Linked DNA regions of Mus musculus: all the other regions are linked to region 2. The links are chromatin contacts, called in public HiChIP or PLAC-seq and promoter capture Hi-C maps. All regions are on one chromosome and are shown on one strand. Each heading gives the region's core, a stretch centred on a gene start, on an enhancer-like site or on the middle of the called end of the contact. The rest is flanking DNA. Distances are from core to core; before and after follow the strand shown. Region 1 holds the start of Wdr4 (WD repeat domain 4). Region 2 holds the start of Rnf8 (ring finger protein 8). Region 3 holds the start of Ppard (peroxisome proliferator activator receptor delta).

The links. Promoter capture Hi-C pulls out the DNA fragments that hold promoters and counts their contacts. HiChIP or PLAC-seq counts read pairs in DNA pulled down with a chosen protein or histone mark.
Region 1: a contact with region 2 is called in a FOXA1 HiChIP or PLAC-seq map of pancreatic cancer cells. The contact joins the promoter of Wdr4 here to the promoter of Rnf8 in region 2. A contact is called at or near these places in 1 of 39 promoter capture datasets (liver), 1 of 484 Hi-C or Micro-C datasets (B cells) and 1 of 115 datasets of contacts at active chromatin or transcription factors (pancreatic cancer cells).
Region 3: a promoter capture Hi-C map of liver shows a contact between it and region 2, with 2.4 times the contacts expected there. The contact joins the promoter of Ppard here to the promoter of Rnf8 in region 2. A contact is called at or near these places in 1 of 39 promoter capture datasets (liver) and 1 of 484 Hi-C or Micro-C datasets (B cells).

Annotation. Positions count from the first base shown.
Region 1 is chr17:31,510,727-31,514,751 of GRCm38.p6, forward strand. Wdr4 (WD repeat domain 4) reads right to left here and starts at 1,761. Exons shown (of 11, transcript NM_021322.2): 1 at 1,441-1,761. The coding sequence starts at 1,658.
Region 2 is chr17:29,612,994-29,616,982 of GRCm38.p6, forward strand. It overlaps Rnf8 (ring finger protein 8), which reads left to right and starts at 1,796. Exons shown (of 8, transcript NM_021419.2): 1 at 1,796-2,085. The coding sequence starts at 1,975. It overlaps Gm28043 (predicted gene, 28043), which reads left to right and starts at 1,796. Exons shown (of 28, transcript NR_132314.1): 1 at 1,796-2,085.
Region 3 is chr17:28,230,024-28,234,158 of GRCm38.p6, forward strand. It overlaps Ppard (peroxisome proliferator activator receptor delta), which reads left to right and starts at 2,731. Exons shown (of 8, transcript NM_011145.3): 1 at 2,731-2,841.

The DNA.
Region 1 (4,025 bases), core at 511-3,010, 1.9 Mb after region 2:
TGACAGAGAAGAGCCAAGAACTGCCATTGCTTAACCTCCTAGTAGTATACATCAATCAGTGTGCCATGGTACTCTTAATCAATATAGTATTCTTCCAGCCGCCAACCTGTTGATTCTAAGGAAATTATATTCTGATACTGTTTTTTTTTTGTTATGGTGGTAGTTTCTCTGTATAGCACAGGCTGTCCTGGAACTTGCTCTGTAGACCAGACTAGCCTTGAACTTGGATATCCACCTGCCTCTGCCTGAGTGCCAGGATCAAAGGTGTCCAGTACCGCTGCCCCTACCACCTCCACCTCCATCCCCCATTACCCCACCAGTTCTGATTTTTTAATTAATTTATTATATATGTGTGCATGTGCGTGTGTGTGTTCTGCCTGCATGTATGCTTGCATACCAGAAGAGGGCACCAGATCTCATTATCCATGGTTATAAATCGCCATGTAGCTGCTGGGAATTGAACTCGGGACCTCTGGAAGAACAGCCAGTTCTTCAAGCCCTCTGGTATTATTTTTCAACTCGGCTTTCCTCCCAAATTTATAACTGCTGAGGCTGTCTTTACAGAATTCAGAAACAAGTCTCACCTGCCCCCGTGAGCTCCAGGCTCTTACTCATGTGGGAATCAAACACTTTCCAAATCAGAACTTAAGCTCCCTTCTTTTGCTCTGACCCTGTACCCTGACAACCTATAAAGTGGCAGGCACCAAAGACTTCTCCAGTTAAACACTCAACTGCAGAAAGAAGAGTCATTTTCCAAGTCTGAAACTTTGTTGGCCAATGGCATTCCCCAAAAGGCACAAATTGAGGAACGTTCCTAATCTTCACATGTACCAAAACTAAACGGGAAGGGGAAAAAAAGAAGCCGATACGGACTGCCACTGATCCTCTAGGCTCGTGGTAATCAACTACTTGCTCAAAGAATCCTTTGACCGAGCACAACGTATACATAAAGACAGAAATAACATAAAGCAAAACTTTATGTCGTGTGAAGGGTCTTTAGGGAGATGCTCACTTCAGGTTCTGCGTGCGTCCTGCCTTTGGGAGGAGTCGGGTTAAGAACCCAAAATCCCTTAAGAGCAACTAGAGCCCGGTTGCAAGACGCAGACCAAAGATAGAGCATGTTTTGTGCTCAGTGAGAAAACCTTTAGGGTTCCCTAATATATGACCCTCATCAGGGAGGTGCCAAGCGGGCCAAAATTGAACACCAGGACCCCCTAGAAGCCTGGGCAATGCGACACCCACGTGACTTAGCCCTCCCAGCGCAGCGCAGGCGCCTCAGAGTCCGGAAGTACCCCTACTCTGAACAGAGAGAGCGCCCGGGACCCGCCGGGCAGGTTACGGGGCGTTGCGCCGTGGTGAAGAGGCGCCGAGGACAGGGAATCCGGGAGGACACAGAACACTGCCGCGCCGGCCCCGCTGCCCTCAGCCCGGGCCTCTTACCTGCCCGTAGTGGAGAAGGCTAGGAACCGGCTGCCTCCTCGCACCACCAGCGTCTGGGCGCACAGTGCCAGCCCCGCAGAGCTCGCCATGGGCCCGCCCGCCGCCTCCGGACACGTGCGACGCGCTGCGCCCTTCCTGTTGGCGCTTGTCAGTGATGTCACTCGGCGCCGCGCGAACGGCGTGCCGTCCAGGAGCATGCGCGCAGGGCGTAGTCTCATTTGATTTCGGTGCCCGGAGGTGCTGATGCTGTAGATCCCTCCACCTGCCTTTGGTGATTGACTTTTCTGCCTGTCAGGTTAGGTGGCTTCTCTTGGACGGGGTCTGGTACTCATTGTGTGCCGGTTTAAAAAAAATAACAACAAAAAACTGCTGTGTGGCATCAGAATTGGATGGCCAGGCCCAATATGTAGCCATGAATGCGTACGAGTCACTGGAAATGTGCTCATTTAAGACAAACACCTCTTGGACCCCCAGCTGTCAAACGAGTCTAACGGTGTGCCTGCCCAGATCACCAAAAGACTCGTTCCATCCATCCCAGTGACTCACGACGTCCAGAATATTGTGGTCTCTTATAGGTTGGATGTGAACCTCCAAGGCAGCTCCTAAAAAGATGGTTTATTTGCCCCACCCACCCAACACACCCTAGTGAAAGTAAACTCTTTGATCTGATCAGTGTCCTGTTTCAAAGTCACACTTACTATGCTGTGTACAACTGCTATCTTAAGGTTGTGCAGTTCTCTGAGTGAGTCTAACTTATAAAGCAGCAATTGGCTCCATTTTTACCTGAAACTGAGTCAGAACGACTCTTCATTTTACTTGTACAAGCTGGGAGGTGGTAGCACTCGTCTTTAATCCCAGCACTTGGGAGGCAGAAGCAGGCAGATCTCTTGAGTTTGTGGCCAGCCTGGTCTAACAAGTTCCAGGATAGCCAGGGCTAGACAAAGAAACCCTGTCTATAAACAAACAAACAAACAGTAAAAAAAATCTCTCGTGCAAATGAAATCACCACCTACAGATGCAATTAAGTTAAATCATGGGTGAAACAAAATCGTATCAGAGAAGTCAGGTCTTGAGCTTATCCAACGCCATAGCAATGAGAAATGGAACCCCTTCGCAGGACTATAAAGCAATAACCTAATACTAAGGCACCACTGAGCTCCTCTGTCACCATGCCCTCTTATACAGTGCTGACACTGAGGACAGGCAGGCCCATGCCCAGGTATGCAATAGCTCACGCGAGACAAACGCTAATGTGATGATGGCATCAGGCTGTCACACGGCTGAAGCCCACTGGGCAGACTTCTTAGTACTCATAAGCAGGTTACACCTTAACTGGGCCTGAGATCTGCCCTCTTAGGTGCCTCTCCTTTTCCAGAACCCTCTAGATTACTTTGAAGAATGCGCCCTTTGAATGGATTTTCACCCCTTACTTCCTGTCCTTAGGAAATCCAGAACCCAGAAGCCTTTCTTCGTGTTAAACTACCCACAACTACCCCGGTTTGCCTTGCATCAGTTGGTGGTGCTTTAACTACCCCCTCCCCACAAAAAATAAAATAAAATAAAAGATGGGCTCTCATTTAAATATAACTGAGAAGTCCCTGGCAGCTGATAGCTCCTGGGAGAGGGAAAGTCAGCTTTCTTCAAGGATACAACTTCTGAGAAGCCACGTGACCCATGATCTTGCATATGCTGGCAGCCCTAAATGGATTCAGTGAGTTACACACACACACACACACACACACACACGCATACATAAACGTGCACATACATAAGTGCACCATCGGGAAGGAGTAGTGGTGGCAAGGACAGGGAAGTAATGAAGGGTGAACTTTATCAAAAATAAATATGTATGTGTGGCATTCTCAATAAAAAATATTAAAAATAAAAGAGCAAGGCTGGGTGGCTCCAAGTTTAAGGCCAGCCTGGTTTACATATCAAATTCCAGGCTAATCAAGGCTACATAGTGAGACCCTGTCTCAAGAAGAAAGGAGGAGGAAGAGGAAGAGGAGGGAGGGAGGAAGAAGGAAGAAAGAAGAAGGAAGAAGAGGAGGAAGAGAAGAAAGAAGAAGAAAGAAAGAGAGAAAGGCTCCAGAGAGATGGCTCAGCAGTCCAGAGTGTGTGCTGCTCTTCCAGAACGCCTGAACCCACATCAGGAAGCTCACAGTTTCCCAGATTCCTCTAATTCCTCTTACGGAGCATCTGATGCCCTCTTCTGGCCTCCATGACCATGAATTCACATGCACAAATTCACACACACACACACACACACACACACACACACACAATTTAAAAAATAAAAATAAACAAATTTTTAAAATATATAAAAACAAGCCCGGCTGTGGTGACACACACCTTTAATCCCAGCATCTGGAGGAAGAGGCAGGCAGATCTCAGTTCCAGGACAGCCATTGCTTCTTGTCTGAAAAACCTTATCTCTGAAGAAAAAAACAAACAAGCCAATCCTAAACCATAACACTAAGAGTCCTTGTAGCTGTGGCTTCCTCCCTGGATCCTGTATGTGCTGCTGCCAAATCATCAAACTCCTGAGACAAAGCCCTCCAAAGTAATCCCTCTGGCATTAGGTT
Region 2 (3,989 bases), core at 546-3,045:
ATGGTGGCTCACAACCATCCTTAAATGAGATTTGATGCCCTCTTCTGGCGCATCTGAAGACAGCAACAGTGTTCTTACACATAATAATAAATAAATCAAAAAAACAAAACAAAACAAAAAACAGCCGAGTAGTGGTGGTGCATGCCTTTAAATCCCAGCACTTGGGAGGCAGAGGCAGACAGATTTCTGAGTTCGAGGCCAGCCTGGTCTACAAAGTGAGTTCCAGGACAGCCAGGGCTATACAGAGAAACTCTGTCTCGAAACAACAACAACAACAAAAAACAACATCAGGTACGAGAAATGGCACATCAAGATGAGCTGCTCATCCAGAGGACATGGCTTTGGTGCCCAGCACCCACATGATGGCTCACTATCTGTTACCTCAGCTCCAGGGGATCTGATATCCTCTTCTGGACATCACAGGCACTAGGCACACGCGTGGTACATACATACATGTTGGCAAGACACATACATAAAAATAAACCGAACCAAAACAATCCATAAAAATAATAAACTCCAGTTCCAGGGGATCCAACAACCTCTTCTGGTTTCTGCAGCCATTGGGCATGCACTTGGCTCAGAGACATACATGCAGGCAAAACATGTACACATATATCTTTTTTTTATTTTTTTTAAGATTTATTTATTATATGTAAGTACACTGTTGCTGTTTTCAGACACACCAGAAGAGGGCACCAGATCTCATGATCTCCTTTCGGGTGGTTGTGAGCCACCATGTGGTTGCTGGGATTTGAACTCAGGATCTTCAGAAGAGCAGTCCGTGCTCTTAACCGCTGAGCCATCTCTCCAGCCCATACACACATATCTTAAACACCCAAACTTCAGCGTGGAGAGAGAAGGGAGAGTTTCATCTCCCTAGCCCCTTCAAGCCCATTTCCATTCCTTCTGTACCCTGTATGAGCCCCAGGTAATGCGATCCATCTCTACAGATTTGCCTGGTATAATTTTTAAAGATTCAGAAACAAAATGAGGTCATGAAAAACAAATAGATGCTAAATAGGAATAGACTGAATCAACCTTAAAATGATCAGACTTTTCTAAATCACTCAAAAGTGGGTTATAATGGGGTGGAGGTATAATTTAGCTACAGAGTACATCCTTGGCTGTGTGTTCAATGTTCAGAATCTCCTACTCCCAACCCAAAGTAGGCTATAGTTCTCAATAAAATGGTTATGGCCGTCATCACCGTGTTATAAAGCAATTTTTGTTTGTTTTGTAGACACGGTCTCATATCCCAGGCTGGCCTCTAACTCACTGCATAGCGGTAGATGCCCTTGAACTCCTCATCCTCCACCACACTCTGCCAAAGGAAAAAGGGGTGGGATACAAATAAAGGTTCAGGTTCATTGCTGCTGGATCTGGGGTACTGGCTTTGGAGAGCGCAGAGAGGAAAGAAGGTATTGGGAAAGTCATTATTATACTCACGAACCCAAGGAAAGAGAGTGTTTCTGTTGTTTACTATAATTTTTAATCTATAACTTTTAAGTGTTTATTACTCTGCGCGCACACAGGCGCGCGCGCACACCCACACCCACCCGCTAGGGTGCGCATTTGGAAGTCAGAGGCCAATTTGAAAAGTCAGTTTTCCCCAGCCACCATATAGGTGAAGCCTGAGCATCGTCTCCACGCTTGCCAGCAAGTAGCTTTACTCGTTGAGCCATCCTCCAAGTCCTAAAATCTATGCTTTAGTTTAGGATTTTGTCCGCAGCAGACGTTACGCTCGTCCTTCTTCAGGCTCACACCTGCGCACTTCCCGCCCGCCTCCCGCTGCGCACGCGCACTGCCCGCCTTCCCAGGCCTGGGGCGGGCCCGCGCTCTCAACGCGGTCGATCCCCGGGCGATTGCTTCTGTCTTGTGTGTAGATTAAGTTGCGCGAGAGGAACCTCGGAGGCGGCCGGAGCTCAGGCTAGAGGTTGGCTGGTTGCTGAACGCTGCCCCAGTGCCGGTCGGGCCATGGGCGAGCCCGACCCCTTGGTCTCGGGGCAGCTCGCGGCCCGCCGGAGCTGGTGCTTGCGGCGGCTGGGGATGGACTGCGAGTGGCTGCAGCTGGAGGCTGGGACTGAGGTGAGGGCGAGAGGCCTGGCGAGCTGCGGGAGCGGGGGAAGGCCGCGCACACCGGTCGGCGGGGAGGCGCCGAGGCAGCGGGCTCCGGCCACCTCAGGGCCCGGAGGGACCGGGCCGCGAGGCCAGGCGAGTCCGCGGCTTGAGGCCCGAGCTGGAGGGCGGCTGCGCGGGAGCGGGACCCGTGCCGGAGCCGCTGTAACGGACGCGGGCCTCCCAGCGAGGAGAAGGATGGGGTCGAGAACAGGCACTGTCCCAGTTAAGGGTCTATCAGAGACGGAGAAACTGAGGCAGAGGCGTCCCCACTGATTCCTAGGAGTGGCGAACCTGTCTAGGGAGTCTGAAGATGGACGCCTGGAAGGCTGCGGAGGGCGTGGACTCTCTGGAGTTGATTTTAAGTGTGATCAGGAGTTTAAGGGTAGCATGCCTAAACCCCTCGAACTGTAATACTGAAAATAAAAGTCTTCCATTCCATCTCCGAGGGGAACTGGAGCGTCGGGGTGGGCCACTCCTGAAGTGGGTCAGCCTTCTCTCCAGAAACTGCTCACAATGTAAAGCTGACTTAAAAGGCCGGTGCTGGGGATTGAACGCAGGGTCACAGAACTTGGAAGGCAAGGACTCTACCAAATGAGCTGTATCTGCAGCTCCACAAACGCAAAATTAGAAACAAAGACAAAGTGGGAGGAACAGTTCTAAGTGGGGGAGAGGTGCTGGGTGCTGTTGTGGGCTTTCAATCCTTGCAGTCTGCTCTGGAAGCAGAACTGGGTCAGGGATGCGCTTGCAATGTAGAATCCTTGAGGTTTTGGAAAGCCTGTACAGTACTGAATGTTGGTCATGTGTACTGGCTGGTCTTTTGTCAACTTGGCACACAAACCAGAGTCCTCTGAAAAGAGGGAAACTTAATTGAGCAAATGTCTCCATAAGATCCAGCTGTAAGGCATTTTCTTAATTAGTGATTGATAGGGGAGGGCCCAGCCCATTGTGAGTGGGGTTGTCCCTTGGCTGGTGCACCTGTGTTCTATAAGAAAGCAGGCTGAACAAACCAGTCAGCAGCACCCCTCCATGGCCTCTGCATCAGCTCCCGCCTCCAGGTTCCTGCCCTGTGTGAGTTTTTGTCCTGACTTCCATTGATGAGGGACTGCACTTCAGAAGTGTAAGCTGAAAAAAAAAAAAAAAACCCAAACCCTTTCTTCCCCAACTTGCTTTTTGGTCATGGTGTTTCCTTGCAAGAATAATAACCCTGAAACATCATATAAGATAAATTCAGTGAATTGGTAAGTTCGGTTTTTCTGATAAGCTGCATATTCTCAATTGAGAGGCGAATGTAGGGATTTATGGTTTGAACCAGGGGAAGAGAATTTACACAGTGAAGGAGCCTGAGAACGTCTGGGTGGGCCAAGGTGTGGCTTATTTAGTGATATTCTAGAGCAGGTCCTGCTTTAAATTAGGCATTAGAGGGCTGTTTATTTTTACCTATGAGGTCTTACTATTTTTCATCTTCATTAATCTGATCCCTGAGCATTTACTAGTCTCTCACAACCCTAGAGGGAAACTTAAGTGTTGACTTGTTCACTGAGACTCAGTTCTGTGGACTAATCTATTACTCCTGGCTAGTTGGGCACTCCTGGAGTAACGAGGGCAAGAGGACCGACCGTAAAGCACTATTGAACATACTCAGTACTGTTCCTTTGATCTGTGTGGAATTACATCTATGGGGCAAGACTCAGACAAACCAAGAGAAAGCTGAAGACTGAGGGCCTTGGGGGCCTGTGTGTAAGGGAAGCAAGCCTGCCTGGTGACCTGCAAAGTCAGGTTGCAGGCAGCGTTTGGAGCATAGCCTGCAGGGTGTATAAAGAGTTTGACTCAAAGCCAGGATGAGATCTGACTGTGGATCTCAGGTGATATAG
Region 3 (4,135 bases), core at 1,481-3,980, 1.4 Mb before region 2:
CAGAATGACTTTTGATAGTCACGCTTACTTGCCCCTGTGCCCTGTGGGACACGAAGGCCATAGTCATCAAGCCAAGAAGACCTGCTACAGTTCTGCTGCAGGGGCACAGCCTCAGCTTCTTCCTCTTGCTCTTCTAGGTCTCACTATGCGCTCCTTTCTCCTCATTTCTAAATGTTGGAGGTCCTTGAAGACAAGGACATGAATTCCTCAACGCTGTCCCCAATGCCTGGCACAGAGCTTGCTCCTAAGAAAACTGTGTACCAAACATGTCTTGAATGAGTGGGATGTGTGGCTGGGTGTGGCACAGTTAGAAAGTGAGGACATTGCTGAGACTGGAGATCAAGTCCGTCCAGCATCAAACCCAATGATTCCTTACCACGGGCCAGGGGTTTGCCGTGAGCTATTATCTGGGAAGGGTTCCCTGCTTTCCTGGAGTTTGCTTGCTATCTCATCGCAAAGGTCACAGCCTTGCAAGTGCACCCGATGCACTTTCAAGGAAGTTTGTGACATTTAAAGTGTCACGAAACTCCTGCTAGCGCTAGCGTGAGGGCACAGAGCTGAGGGGTAGGAGGTGAAGTCCGAACTCCATGTGCTATGGGATAACTAAGGGAAGCAGGTCCCGCCCCACACTAGGAGTGGAGGCTGCCCAGGCTTGCCTGGTCTGCTGTGTTTCTGCAGTGCTGATGATGGCAGCTGATGGGGTGGTGGGTCTGGATTTGGACCTGGGAGGAGTTAGGGGAAGGAGTGAGCATGACTATGGTCAAAATACAAAATGGGCAAGTGTGAAATTCTCAAAACCAACATTAAGAATCTAGCAGAGGAGTAGAGTTCTTGCTTAGCATGAAGCCCTTGTTCCATACTCAGAGCCACATAAACTGGGTCTAGAGGATTCCAGCATGTGGGAAGTGCAGGCAGGAAGGTCAGGAGTTCAAGACCAGCTCGAGACCCTCCACCAGAGCTCTGCCAGACACAAAATGGCAGAAATCTCTGACTTCCCCAGGCCATTTTTTACTACAGTCTTGGAGGACAAGGGAAGTGATATCTAAAAACTTAATACAAATTCATTTCAAAAGCAATAGAAGGGAGCTAGGGAGAGAGCAGGAAAGTTAAGCGCCTCTGCTGTTCACGCAGAGCAGCCAGCGTTCAGATCCCGACACACAGGGAAAAGCAGGGTGTGGTCCTGTGAATTCCTGTAATTGCAGAACCAGGATAGCCCAGGCTTGATGGCTGACAGCCTATCCCACCAAACCAGAACCGCTCGTGCATGCATCAGGAGACCAGGCCTCAAAGGAAAACCGTGGAAACCTATCCTTGGAAGACACACAGTACCCTTCTCTGTCCTCCAAGTGCACACGCGCACGTGCGCACGCGCACACACACACACACAGACACACACACTCGAAAACAAAGCAGAAAAAAAGTGGTGTGGGGTTCTCCAATCCAGCGAGCTAAGGATGCACTGTAAGGAGTGCCAGACCGGGCAGAGGTGACCTTTAATGGCGGTGTGGAGGAGGGAGGTGCCTGCTGACTTTCCTGCCAGCCAAGTTTTGTTCATTCTAGGATGATGAAACCAGCCAGTGACAGATTGCCTTCTGGCTACATACTCTCTGTGGTATATGATGAGTTGGGGTGACAGGCAAGCCCAGGTACAGAGTTCTTGTCTTGTCTGGTCCCTGACATCCAGCGACAGAAATCTCAAGTGGGAGAAAAGTTCTTTTAAAATTTGTTTTCTATTTGGCTTCACAAGGCCTATAAGCACAGGCTGGCCCAAAACTTTCTCCATTGCTAAAAATGACCTCAAACGGGTCCTCTACCTCCTGAGTGCTGGAGTTAGAGTGCCATCATGCCTTCCAGATCTTTCTTTTTTCTTGTGTGGGTGTATATGAAAGTGCACATGCGGTGTGTAGAGATTGGAAGATAACCTTCAGGAGGCAGTCCCAGGGACTGAACTCAAGTCTTCAGGCTTGGAGACAAAGCGATGACCCGTTGAGCCATTGAACTAGCCACCAGTTAAAAAATTGGGGGTGCTGAAGAGATGCTTCAGTGGTGAAGATCGCGCTTGCTACTCTTGAAGAGGCTCGCTTCCCAGCATCTACATGGAAGTTCTCCATTGTAACTCCACTTCCAGGGGATCCAACGCCTTCTTCCAGACTCTGCAGGCACTGAACGCACATGGTGCAGAGACAGACATGCAGACAAAACACTCTGACATATAAAAATAGATATTTTGTAAAACGTATGCGTCTGTATTTTCATTCCCAAGTCTCCCACCATATGCCTCTCCCAAGCGCCTCTGAAAATTACAGTTTGCCTCTATTCCTTCCCCCACCGCCCTTAGCTTTGCTTCTTGCTTCAAACCACACAAGTCTATGCCTAGTTTCTTCTCAGGAAGAGTGAGGAGGTTGTATTAGATGACCTCCACCTTCTTTCCGCGCTTTAAAGCTTTAAATATCGTTTCGTGAGGCTTGCTTTGACCAGCCCTAACTTCTCCCCAGCGCTTTCCTCAGCTGCTGCTCCCACGTCTGACTGCAGAGGGCGCTGCAGACGCGCCAGGGCAGCTGTGCAGTGGGCGGAGCGATGGCTGTCAAAGGAGTGGCTCCAGGCGGCGCGGCGATTGGCTACTGCTATGGCGGAAGGGGGCGGGGGCGAGTGCTTAGTTGTGGGGGAGGGAGCCAGCGGCGCGGTGACATCACGGGGCTGGGGGCGGCGCCGGGGCTGGGAGCGTGTGACGCCGCAGGCCGCGGCGGACCTGGGGATTAATGGGAAAAGTTTTGGCAGGAGCTGGGGGATTCTGCGGAGCCTGCGGGACGGCGGCAGCGGCGCGAGAGGCGGCCGGGACAGGTCCGTGCGGATCGGGAGAGGCCAGCGCGGCCCGGGCTGAGGTGGATGGTGGGGTCAGGGGCTCCGAGAGCCGCTTTCCGCGCCTCTGCGGCTCGTCTATGCTCGGCTTGCGCGCTGAGGAGCCACCGCTGGGGTCTCCACCGCAGGGACCCCTGTGGTTGCTCGGAGCCGGCCTCCCTCCCTCCTCCCACCCACCCTGATCCCTCTAAAGCCCCGTGGCTTCATCTCCTCTCAATTCCAAAGAACCCCATGTCACCTCCCTTCTGACCCCCTTTCTGAGCGCCTCCCTTGCTGTCCCGCTACCCAGGCCCTCCTTGGAGATCCTTCCTGCCTCCCTCGATAGCCTTCCATCCTTGCCCTGTCGGTCAGTGCTCTCCTCCTCTCTGACCCGTTTTCGGGTTGCCCTATCCCTCCCCATCTTCTTTAGGATGTTGTGAGCCAGTCCGGTTTATCCGAGCCCCTTCTATCCTGGCTACCGGCAGAGGCCCCACTTAGGCTCAGCTCTCATCTCCTGTCCTTTTCACCTCCTGTCACCCGACTGCCTCGCTTCTAGTTTTTTTTTTTTTTTTTTTTATGCCTCTGCTTGAGGAGAACCCAGAGGTGCACGATAGGCTTCCGTTTCACCTTCAGTTGAGCTGGGAGTGGGGTGTTGAGCGCCAGCTTGACCAGATTTGTTCGGGTCACAGGTTTCACTGGGTGTTGTATTGGGAGGGATGGCCAGTTGGTAGGCCCTCGTAATCTCAGCTTTATAATACTTCCCCTTTATGAGTCTGTTGACTTCCAGGAACCCTTGGGGGAGACGGCTCTGAGTTGGGTGTGTGCCAGGGGTAGCCAGAGGCTTCATATAACTCTTTTCACCCTTTCAGGAAACAGGACTCATTTGGGATATTATGGAATGTATTTAAACCATGATACGGTGCCTTCCACGCACTGCCCTTTTCCATACAGCTAAGAGCAGAAGCTATGCCCTTGGTTTTTTTTTTTTTTTTTTTTAAAGATTTATTTATTATATGTAAGTACACTGTAGCTGTCTTCAGACACACCAGAAGAGGGTGTCAGATCTCGTTACGGATGGTTGTGAGCCACCATGTGGTTGCTGGGATTTGAACTCCGGACCTTTGGAAGAGCAGTCGGGTACCTCTTACCCACTGAGCCATCTCACCAGCCCTGCCCTTGGTTTTAAACTTGGTTTTTCCTCCCTGTACTGGCTCTAGAATGTTTGCTTACAAGTTACATTTATTTATTTCTGTGGGGTGTGGATGTGGGGTGGGGTGTAGGTCAGAGCACAGCTTAC